2 separate regions of the Delphinus delphis genome follow, and region 1 is linked to region 2. A link is a contact called in public Hi-C data. All regions are on one chromosome and are shown on one strand. The core of a region is the stretch at or near the end of the contact, and the rest is flanking DNA. Distances in the headings are between cores, read along the strand shown.

Region 1 (4,825 bases), core at 1,433-3,932, 340 kb after region 2:
GTTAAAGCCTCTGGCAAGATGGCTTTCTCTTTTAAGTGCTTTGTAAACTGGAAAGGACAGCTGGTATGGGCAGAAAAGTTGTTGGAGACAATGTCTCCGCATTTTTCTGATTCCAGACATTACCCTGGGACAAACTCCTTACCTTTTTGCTTCTCACTATCTTCCAGTTTCTAACTACTAAGCCCAAGGCAGTACTCAAACCAAGCTGTGCCTCTGAAGTAATGTCACTTTTCTCCAAAATCATTTCCCTTCCACGGGACTGACCTCAGGCTGACATGGAAGGCTTCGGCAAACCCTTACATATGGCTTTCTAGACACCTGCTGGGTGATTGGGAATGGAAGGGGAAATGGGAGATTTGACCCCATGGAAAATCATCAATTAAGGAGAGTCTTTCTCATGAGTGCAGTTTTGTACTTCAGTACGGGAGCAAAAACCCAGGCTTCCAGGGTTTGGGTGGTGGGCACTTTCCCCTGAGTGCTTTAACTCAACATAGGGAAAGAGAAGTTCTCAATGACCCTGAATAGATTGCCGGCTACAAAGTAAAGAATGCAGTGTAATTCTGGATCTGCAAGCTCTGCAGTGAGCCAGGGATTAGCAACACAGTTTTGTTTGTTTGGTTTCTGGTATAGTCATTTAATGGAATGTTACACAGCACTTAAAATGAATTAACTAGAGTTTTCTGTATCACTATCAATATATCTCAAAAACAGTGTTGAGGGAAAAAACAAATTATAGAAGCATGTATGATGCCATCTATACAAAATGTAATCATGTGCAAGACAATTTTTTTATACATTTATATTATAAAAGGATAGAAGTATGTATGGGAATTATAAATAAATTAAGAATAGTTACCTCTTTAGAGGATAGGAGTGGAATAGAATTGAGAGGGGATGACAGGAGTCTTCAACTGTATATATAATATTGTATTTCTAAGTCTTGGTGGTACATACATGGGTGTGTGATAAAGTTTTTTTTTTAATTTTTAAAATTGAAGTATGATTGACTTACAATATTGTATTAATTTCAGGTGAACAACATAGTAATGATCACCATAAGTCTAGCTACCATCTGTCACTATACAAAGTACAGTGTTACTGACTATATTCCCTATGCTGTATACTACATCCCCATGACTTAACTTATCTTCTAACCTGAAATTTGTACCTCTTAATCCCCTTCACCTGTTTTCCCCACTTCACACGCCCCTCTCCTCTGGCAACCCTCAGAGCAACACAGTTTTTAATAAGTGTACTTTCCATCTATGAGGAGAAATGGGAGGAGCTAGAAAAATAAACTCACAAGTAATTAAACGTTGTGTTGAGACAATAATATGCTCAGTGTACAGTTTTGAAAAAGGGAAGGGAACCGAGCAGGGATCCTGAAAGGTGCTGGTGGTGAGAATTTGTACTTATACAGTCAGGGGAACCTGGATTCCCACGAACCCCTTTATCTTTCAGTCCTGTTGAAAATTAAGAAAAAGCAATAGAAGAGGCGCAGCACCATAAGGTGGAGGGCTTCTCAGCTAGAATAAGAGATAAGTGGCCCATAATCCAACCTTCTCCAAAGAGCTGTGTGAAGCAGGCAAGTCCTGTCCCTTCTGAGCCTCTTTCCGTAAAGGTAAAATGAAGCGCTTGGACCAGATAGTATTTAACGTCTCTTGCAGATTGTATCCACCAAGAGAACTCTCTGTTCCTGTAAGAAAAATACGAAATGGCCCTTTGAAGTCTAAATTGGCCTTGGTTACCTACAGACCTTGAGGCCCCAAGGATAAAAATAATAGCTATTTATTTAAAGGTTCATGAAAGCCTCAGACTCAAAACAGCTTATTGGTTTTTGTCTCTATAGATACACCAGGGTGTAACGAAGAAAACGCTAGTGCTCGAAAAGTGCTCAAGTTGGTATTAAGCAAGGCAAGGCCAGACAAACAGGATCTTTGGGGCCTCTTCTCTGGTGTCCCCATCCCTACCTCCGCCATAGCCTCAGTTACGTAAACGCAGACAGGCACACAAACGCACGCTAGGGTTGGAGAATGTAATGCCAGAGTAAGAGGGTATTCCTTCCTCCTCTACCGACTGTAACTTTCCGAGTCCTCGCTCCATCTTCTCCACCCTCACGCAGAGATTCCTTCCGCGCCGTGCTGGACGCGTCCTGGTGGTTTGTGGGGGAGCGTCTGGGCCCGCGTACCTAGCGGTTCGGCGCGGCCAGGGTCCCAGCCACAGATGGAAGAGAGGAGCGTGGGGCCAGTTCCGGGATTATGCATATGCTTAGGACCTAGCAGGAGAGCTAGTGGAGCAAAGTCGCGGCTACGGAGAGAAAGAGGATTTGCGTGGCAAGCCTATCAGCGCGATCGGGGTAGGGGCGGGGTTCTGCGGGGCGGGGTGGGGCTCTGAGTGGCGGGGGCGGGCTCGGACCGGCAGGGGCGGGGCTCTGGGTGGCTGGGCAGGGGGGTGGGAGGCGGAGATCGGGACCCTCAGGGGCGGGGCTCTGAGTGGCTGGGCCTGGGGGACAGTCGATCGAGACCGGCAGGGGCGGGTTCAGAGTGGCGGGGGTGGAGACCAGCAGGGGCGGGGCTCTGGGTGGCTGAGCCGTGGGGACGATCTATAGGAACTGGCAGGGGAGGGGTTCTGAGCGGCGGGGACGGGGGAGATCTGGCTCGGCAGGGGCGGAGCTCTGCGTGGCGGGGCGGGCTCGGCACCCTAGGTACGGCCATGGACCGGGCCTGGGCGGGGGCAGGGGCCGTGGCAAGAAGCCGGAAGCAGCCGCGGCCCCAGCTCGGGAGACATGGCGGGCGTTAAAGGTACATCCGAGGTCCCCGGCTCGCTGGTCCTGCCGTGGGATCGCCGCCTCGGCTCTGGGATGAGGCTGGAGCTGCGCCTTCAGCGCGTGGGTGGGGAACGGCCTCCCTCAGACCTGCCACCCGTCCCTCCTTTCCCGGTGGGAAGCAGCTCGCCTGCTTCCTTTGCCCCTTGGGGTACGGGTGGAGACGTGTTTTGGGGAACCTCAACCCTTTTTCTGCAAGGATACTGGCCTTCACGTTTCGCCCGGAGTGTCCGGGTCGCTGCAGGCGGAGCCCTCGCCGGGAGCAGTCCCTCCCTGGGAGACCCCGGCTAGCCCCGGGGGCATCACCTCCCTGGTTCCTTCCCAGTTCCTGGGAGCGTCCCCCCACCCCCTCCTCTGTCGAGTTTTAAACTGGGCTTTCACTTCCTGACATGTCCACCCTAATGCCTCTCCTCCCTTTTCCTGCCGCTTCGCCGAGTTTCCCGATTCTTTCAGAGGAACCATTGTCTCGGCATTGGGGCACTTAAATCTGTTGTTCCCGATGATTTTTCCAACTAGGCAGAGTTGGCTGCAGGCGGGTGTCAGCGGAAAGCGCCCTGAAATGCTGTATTTGTCTTAATTGTGGAGAGTAGATTAGGTGGAATTTTATCGCTGCTTTCATCAGCCTTTATTCATTTATGGACAGACAAGAAGGTAGTGTTTGTGCAGGACTTTTTTAAAAATTCGGGTGTAGTTGATTTACAATATCGTGTTAGTTTCAGGTCTACAGCACAGCTATTCATATATATATATATAAATGTATATGTATATATATGTATATTATGTATTCTTCAGATTCTCTTCCCTTATAGGTTATTACAAAATATTAAATATAGTTCCCTGTGCTATACAGTAGGTCTTTGTGCAGTACGTGTTTTTGCATGGGGCAGTTGATTTAAAAAGGGGTACCAAGAACACCAGTTCCCTCATCTATTTGTCTTCAGAGGAATGGGGAATGGCAGTTCTAGGAGAGGCTATTGGAAGGCTTCCTGTTGGTTTGGTAGGACACCCTTAGATTTCTCATCTTTTGAATAGAGTAGCATAACTCTTTCCACGTGGGAGTTCCTATCCTTGATATTTGTACGCAAAGATCTTCCCTCTCCAGTTAATCAACATGTGCTGTAAACATGCGTATGGGTGTCTTTGTACACATGTGTGTGTTCACTATGAAATTTAGCTGAGTGTGAAACTGTTAGTAGCAGACACATTTTAAAATTATTTCTGGCTGACTTTTATATTCGGCATTAATTTAGTAAACATGATTTACTTGGATAGTGTCCATTGTGAAATATATCCATTTGAAGCCAATGCAGAAAGCAGATGACAAGTATCAGCACTACACTGTGTTTAGTCATGCCCGGAAACTATCACGTAATAATGTTTATGTGTGAATGTGTTAGAAATTGTGATACAGTAACAAGGAAGATAGGCTATGAAATGGAAAAGGACTAAGGAAAGGAAGCTTTTTGCAGATTATTCAACTTTTAAAGAGGGACTACTGTATGCCTGAGGCTTGGAATGAAAAGATAAATGAGAAGTTGTTGTTTGACAGAGCTGGAAATAATTGTTACTGTTTAAATGTCTAAGGTGTGCTCAGATACAATGGGAGCACAAAGATAGCGTTGTAGGTTGAATGTGTCCCCCAAATAAATATGTTCAAGCTCTAACTCCCCAGTATCTGTGAATTTGACCTTATTTGGAAATAGGGTCTTTGCAGATGTAATCAAGTTAGGATGATATTGGATTAGTTGGACTCTAACCCAAGGACTAGTGTCCTTATAAGAAAAGGGAAATTTGGACATGGAGACATATAGGAAGAATACCATATGAAGACAGAGGCAGAAATTGGAACGATGCAACTGCAAGCCAGGGAGGACCAGAGATTGCAGGAGTTAGGAAGAGGCAAGGAAGAGGCAAGGAAGGAGTCTTCCTTTAGAGCCTTCAGAGGGAGCAGGTGTCAAGCCCCTAGAACTGTGAGAGAATAAATTCCTGTTCTTCTAAGCC
Region 2 (4,198 bases), core at 575-3,074:
ATTCAATAAAGAATCTAGAACCATCTGATTAATCATTCATCGGTCTAGGTACCCAACTGACCTTGAGAAAAGCATTTCGTGAATATACGTGGAAAGTATCCCCATACCCTTCCCCCAAAGAACCAATTACTACAAACACTATAGCTTTCTCTACCCATGTCAAAGTTCAGTGTTCCTCCTGCAGCTGATTTAAAAGTTGATCTTCTAAAAGGAGCTGGATTCCTAAGGTAGTTCTATTTTGAGCCTTCTTCCTGTTCTGAAGCTAAAGTTGGAAGGGCTTAGGTGGTGATGTCATGGAAGGGAGACTGTTGGCTTTCACAGAAGGGTCTCCTCCTGCAACTCTGGGGATGTTCATGTGGGGGACACCAGCGGGAATGTGCACCTCTCGTCGCTTTCCCCTCCCTCCCTTTTGAGTCCCAGCTATTCATTAGCCAGCAAGAAAACAAGTTCAAATAAGCATGCAAACATATTTACATATTTTACTTGTTAAGCGTCTCAAAAATGAAAAGACCAAGGAGAAGGAAAATGCCTCGCACCAGGAAAAAGGGGTGACAATCCACCCCCCCCCATCCGCACCTCCCTAAGTATCTATCATAGGACTAGGGTCAAAGGGTGGGGGGGAGCAGCTGATAAGAAGAAAAAAGGGATTATAAATCCAGCAAGCTTGAAGAGGGAAATGCTGTTGGGGATACTCAGGACAGAAGGAAGACCCCTGGCTCCCTTCTCTTCCACTGTTTTCCCCTCCCTTTTGGAATGGAGGAGATTTAGGGCAGGGTGTGCCTTCTGCTTGGGAGGCGTGCTTGGCTCTGGAGAACCAAGAGGGGCCAGGGTGGAGCCCAGAAAAAGAGAGCCAGGGACTGGCTGCTTAGGCCAGATTCTGGACTAAGCTCTTAGTGGAAGAATAAAGGGGGCTGTGGCGGAAGAGCAGACGATTCCATTGGAAGACCCACTGGGGAATGCAGAACGCACACTAAATCCAAGGGGATCACTTCTCTCTCAATCTAAACCCAGCAGTTAGTTGCCGGGTGGTGGGGTGCAGGTCCAGAGGCAAGAGAAAATCCCAACACACCTGTAGACCACTACTTGCCGGGGTGGGGGGATGGGCGTGCCCAGGGCAATCAGCAGGTGAAAGCAGCACTTTCTGGCCAATTCTGGGATGGGATGGTTGGCTAAGAGCTTTGGGGAACACAGGATTTCCCGGTTTCTCAGCTCACCTCTCTTCCAAAGCGAGGAATAAACACAGGTGTGGTCCTTCTCCAAGAAGGTGGCAGCCGGCCTGCGGGTAGCTGAGTGAGGGAAAAGATTCCTTGGCCGCGGGAAGGCAGGGAGAAGCCCTGGGGTTAGCTACGGCCGAGAACAGGCGGTCTCCGCCAAGTCCCCTCCCCCTTCTTGAAAAGCGACCGGGACCGGCATAAATTACAGCCACGCACCCCCCTCCCCAATTACGCTTCTAATAAAAGAAACAGCCTCTCATGTCTAAATAAAAACTGAAAGCTCTTGCTGATGGAAATAAACAGGTGAGCCCCGAAAGGAAGCGGGAAAAGATTGGGGATAGGAGAATGAACGTGCAGAGAAATCCAGTCCTCCCCGCCCTCCCCGCAAACCCCTCCTCTATCGCTCCGGAGAATCTGCGTGGCAGGTTGTAAGCTAAAAATGCCACTCTGACAGACCCCGTCTCCCCGCCCCGAGCCCATTCTCTCTCCTACCCCAGGGTCCAGCGTCCCGGCCTCGTGGTAGCGCCCGGTGCCCGCGCCGCGCAGGGCTCACCCTCACCCCGGACCGCCACCGCCGCCGCCGCCGCCGCCGCCGCCGCGGGGACTCCGGTCTTCCTCTCTCCTCCCTCCCTCCTCCTCCTCCGCCTCCTCCTCGCAGACTCCTCCCGCCGGATCCTTCATGTAAACAACATCCAGGCTCTATTTACAGTCGCCGCCGGACGGCGAGGGACCCACGCCAGCTGCCTGGAAGCAGGCGGGGGTGGGGGAAAAGCGAGTGCGCAACATTTACACATACCCGCCCCGCCCCTCCGCGCCGCCGGCCCGCCAGGGGACCTGAGCGGGGCACCGGGGGTCTCCCCGCGCCCTTGTCCAACCTGCGTCGCTCCTGACACCCCAGCGAGGGCCAGAGGGAAACCGCGCAAATGCCGATGGGCGAGGTCACCCCCACCCCCACCCCGCAGGAAAAAAACACACCCCAAGCACAACAGACCCAGCCCAGCAATACCCTCCAAGTCCGTGCGAGAGTGCGGGGTCCCAGCTCGCTCAGTGCCGCCGCCCCGGCGCCCCGCCGCCGCCCACCCCGAGGTGGCGAGCTGCGTGCGGTCCCCCGCGGCGGCTGCAGGCAGCCGCCCAGCGCCGGACAGCGGCGCGCCCTCGGCCCCCGCCCGGCCCGCCCTCGGCCCGCCCCCCGCGCGGCCGCCGAGCCGGCCGAGCCCCGCGGCGGCGTGTGCGTGTGCGCGCGTCGCGGCCGGCCTCGCCGGAACGGCTCTCCTCGGCCCCCGGCTTCCCGTGCCCCCGGGCGGGCGGGTGGCGGGCTCTGGCGCCGCGAGACCCGGCCAGGAGCGGCCCGGCCAGCGCTCCACCGCGCCGCAGGGGCGCGCACACGGACGTAGACACTCGGCGCACGGAACCCCGCGCGGCCGCACGCCTCCCGCCGGCGCTCGGCTTGGCGCACGCACCGCCACCCCCGCGCCCGGCACGCCGCCCCCACACCCACCTGCGCCCCCGGGGGTCTCGGGCCCCCCTTCCTTTGTTCTTCAAGCTATTTGCATGAGGATTATCTAATGACGCAGCAAGGATACAACGTGCTCGCCACAACGTGACCGTCGCCATTTTTCTGTTTTTATTCTATCTCTGCCATGTGATAGATTGGGGGGGTGGGGGTTGGAAAAGAGAGAGACAGGATTAAAAAAAAAAAAAAAAACTTCCGGGTCTCATGACCGGGAAGGGAGAAAAACAAAAGAGACAAGACACAACTCCAGGGGAATGATGTGTGCGCGCGCGCGCGACTGCGCGCCCTTGCCTCCTCTGCTCAGAGGAGGGAGGCTCCCGCAGTGGGCAGGGAGCATCCTCCCACCTCGGGAGCCCTGTGCCCCCGGAGGGTCCAGCTCGAACCCTGTAGCCGTGGCGGTCGCGGGTCCCGGTCTCACACCCGCCGCCAACGCTCTGCGAAGCTGTCAGCCTTGTCCCTTCCTCTGGCCGCCTTCACTTGCCGGTCCACCCCAGAGCTCGCGCTCTCCCTCCCGGGCGGGTGTACCGTTCTGGGTTACGTGCAGAGAAGTCTCACTAACACCGTGAAGGAGGAAATGATCAAATTTAAAGGCTACTGTATTTCCCAAGTTTTAAAATAGTTTGCTTCCATGATGTTCTGCATAACAACCGCGTGGCAACATACTAGGCAGAATCTAATATTGGTTCGAATCCTTCCTTCCTCTCTTTCTCTACCCCCTTTTCTCTCTCTTCCCAAAGCGGGACACACCCCTGTGTGGTGGTCCGTGGGGTTTGTTACGTGGGGATGGACCTTTCATCGCGGATTGACTTATTTAGAAAGAAAATCTTAATAAATGGTTGTTCAGGGTCATTGTTTAAGAAGACAGTTGCATGGAGCAAGGTGGATTCGTGTTACACTCATCTCATTCACATTCAGAGGGCGTGATAGGCATTTCATTCTCTCCCAAGTCTCGTGTTCACGGGTTGCTGAAAAAAGTATTTGGGAACTCTGCCACATTTTTCAGTGAGATATAGAATTTTGTGCTTTTGTTTACTACTGTATTTCCTTTGGGCACTTTCACTTTTGTTTCTCTTGAGTTTCCTTTCTGGTTTCTTGTCCTATTTAGTAATTCTGAGCAGAAATGGACTTCAGAGTTGGTTCGGGTGTCTCACTTTACAGGCGAAGAAACTGAGGCCCTGCGTAGTGAGGAGTTGCCCCAGGTGACACATTTAATTCGAATTGAGCCCTACTCACCTGATACATCTGGTAGTGGGGTGGCGATGGAAAGTGGGGAGGGGGGACGGGAGTTAACTTAGCGACGACGTATAGCAGCAATTCTGCTTTGTGAAATTCATAACCTAGAAATTAAAGATGGAGAACACTTACCAGATCATTCACGTCTTAGGACTGGTGTGAACTGATTGCTTCTTCAAACCCCCCTTCCTTGTGCCTTGACTCCAGTATATCTGTTAATTCAGGTTCTCCTTCCCCT

What was found. Hi-C and Micro-C count contacts between places; a contact is called where the count stands out from the background.
Region 1: a Hi-C map of lung shows a contact between it and region 2, with 6 times the contacts expected there. The contact joins the promoter of LEPROT here to the promoter of JAK1 in region 2. A contact is called at or near these places in 2 of 3 Hi-C or Micro-C datasets (lung and muscle).

The regions. Positions count from the first base shown.
Region 1 is chr1:55,790,566-55,795,390 of mDelDel1.2, forward strand. It overlaps LEPROT (leptin receptor overlapping transcript), which reads left to right and starts at 2,683. Exons shown (of 4, transcript XM_060023322.1): 1 at 2,683-2,801. The coding sequence starts at 2,786.
Region 2 is chr1:55,451,029-55,455,226 of mDelDel1.2, forward strand. It overlaps JAK1 (Janus kinase 1), which reads right to left and starts at 1,825. Exons shown (of 27, transcript XM_069541134.1): 1 at 1,707-1,825; 2 at 1,215-1,286.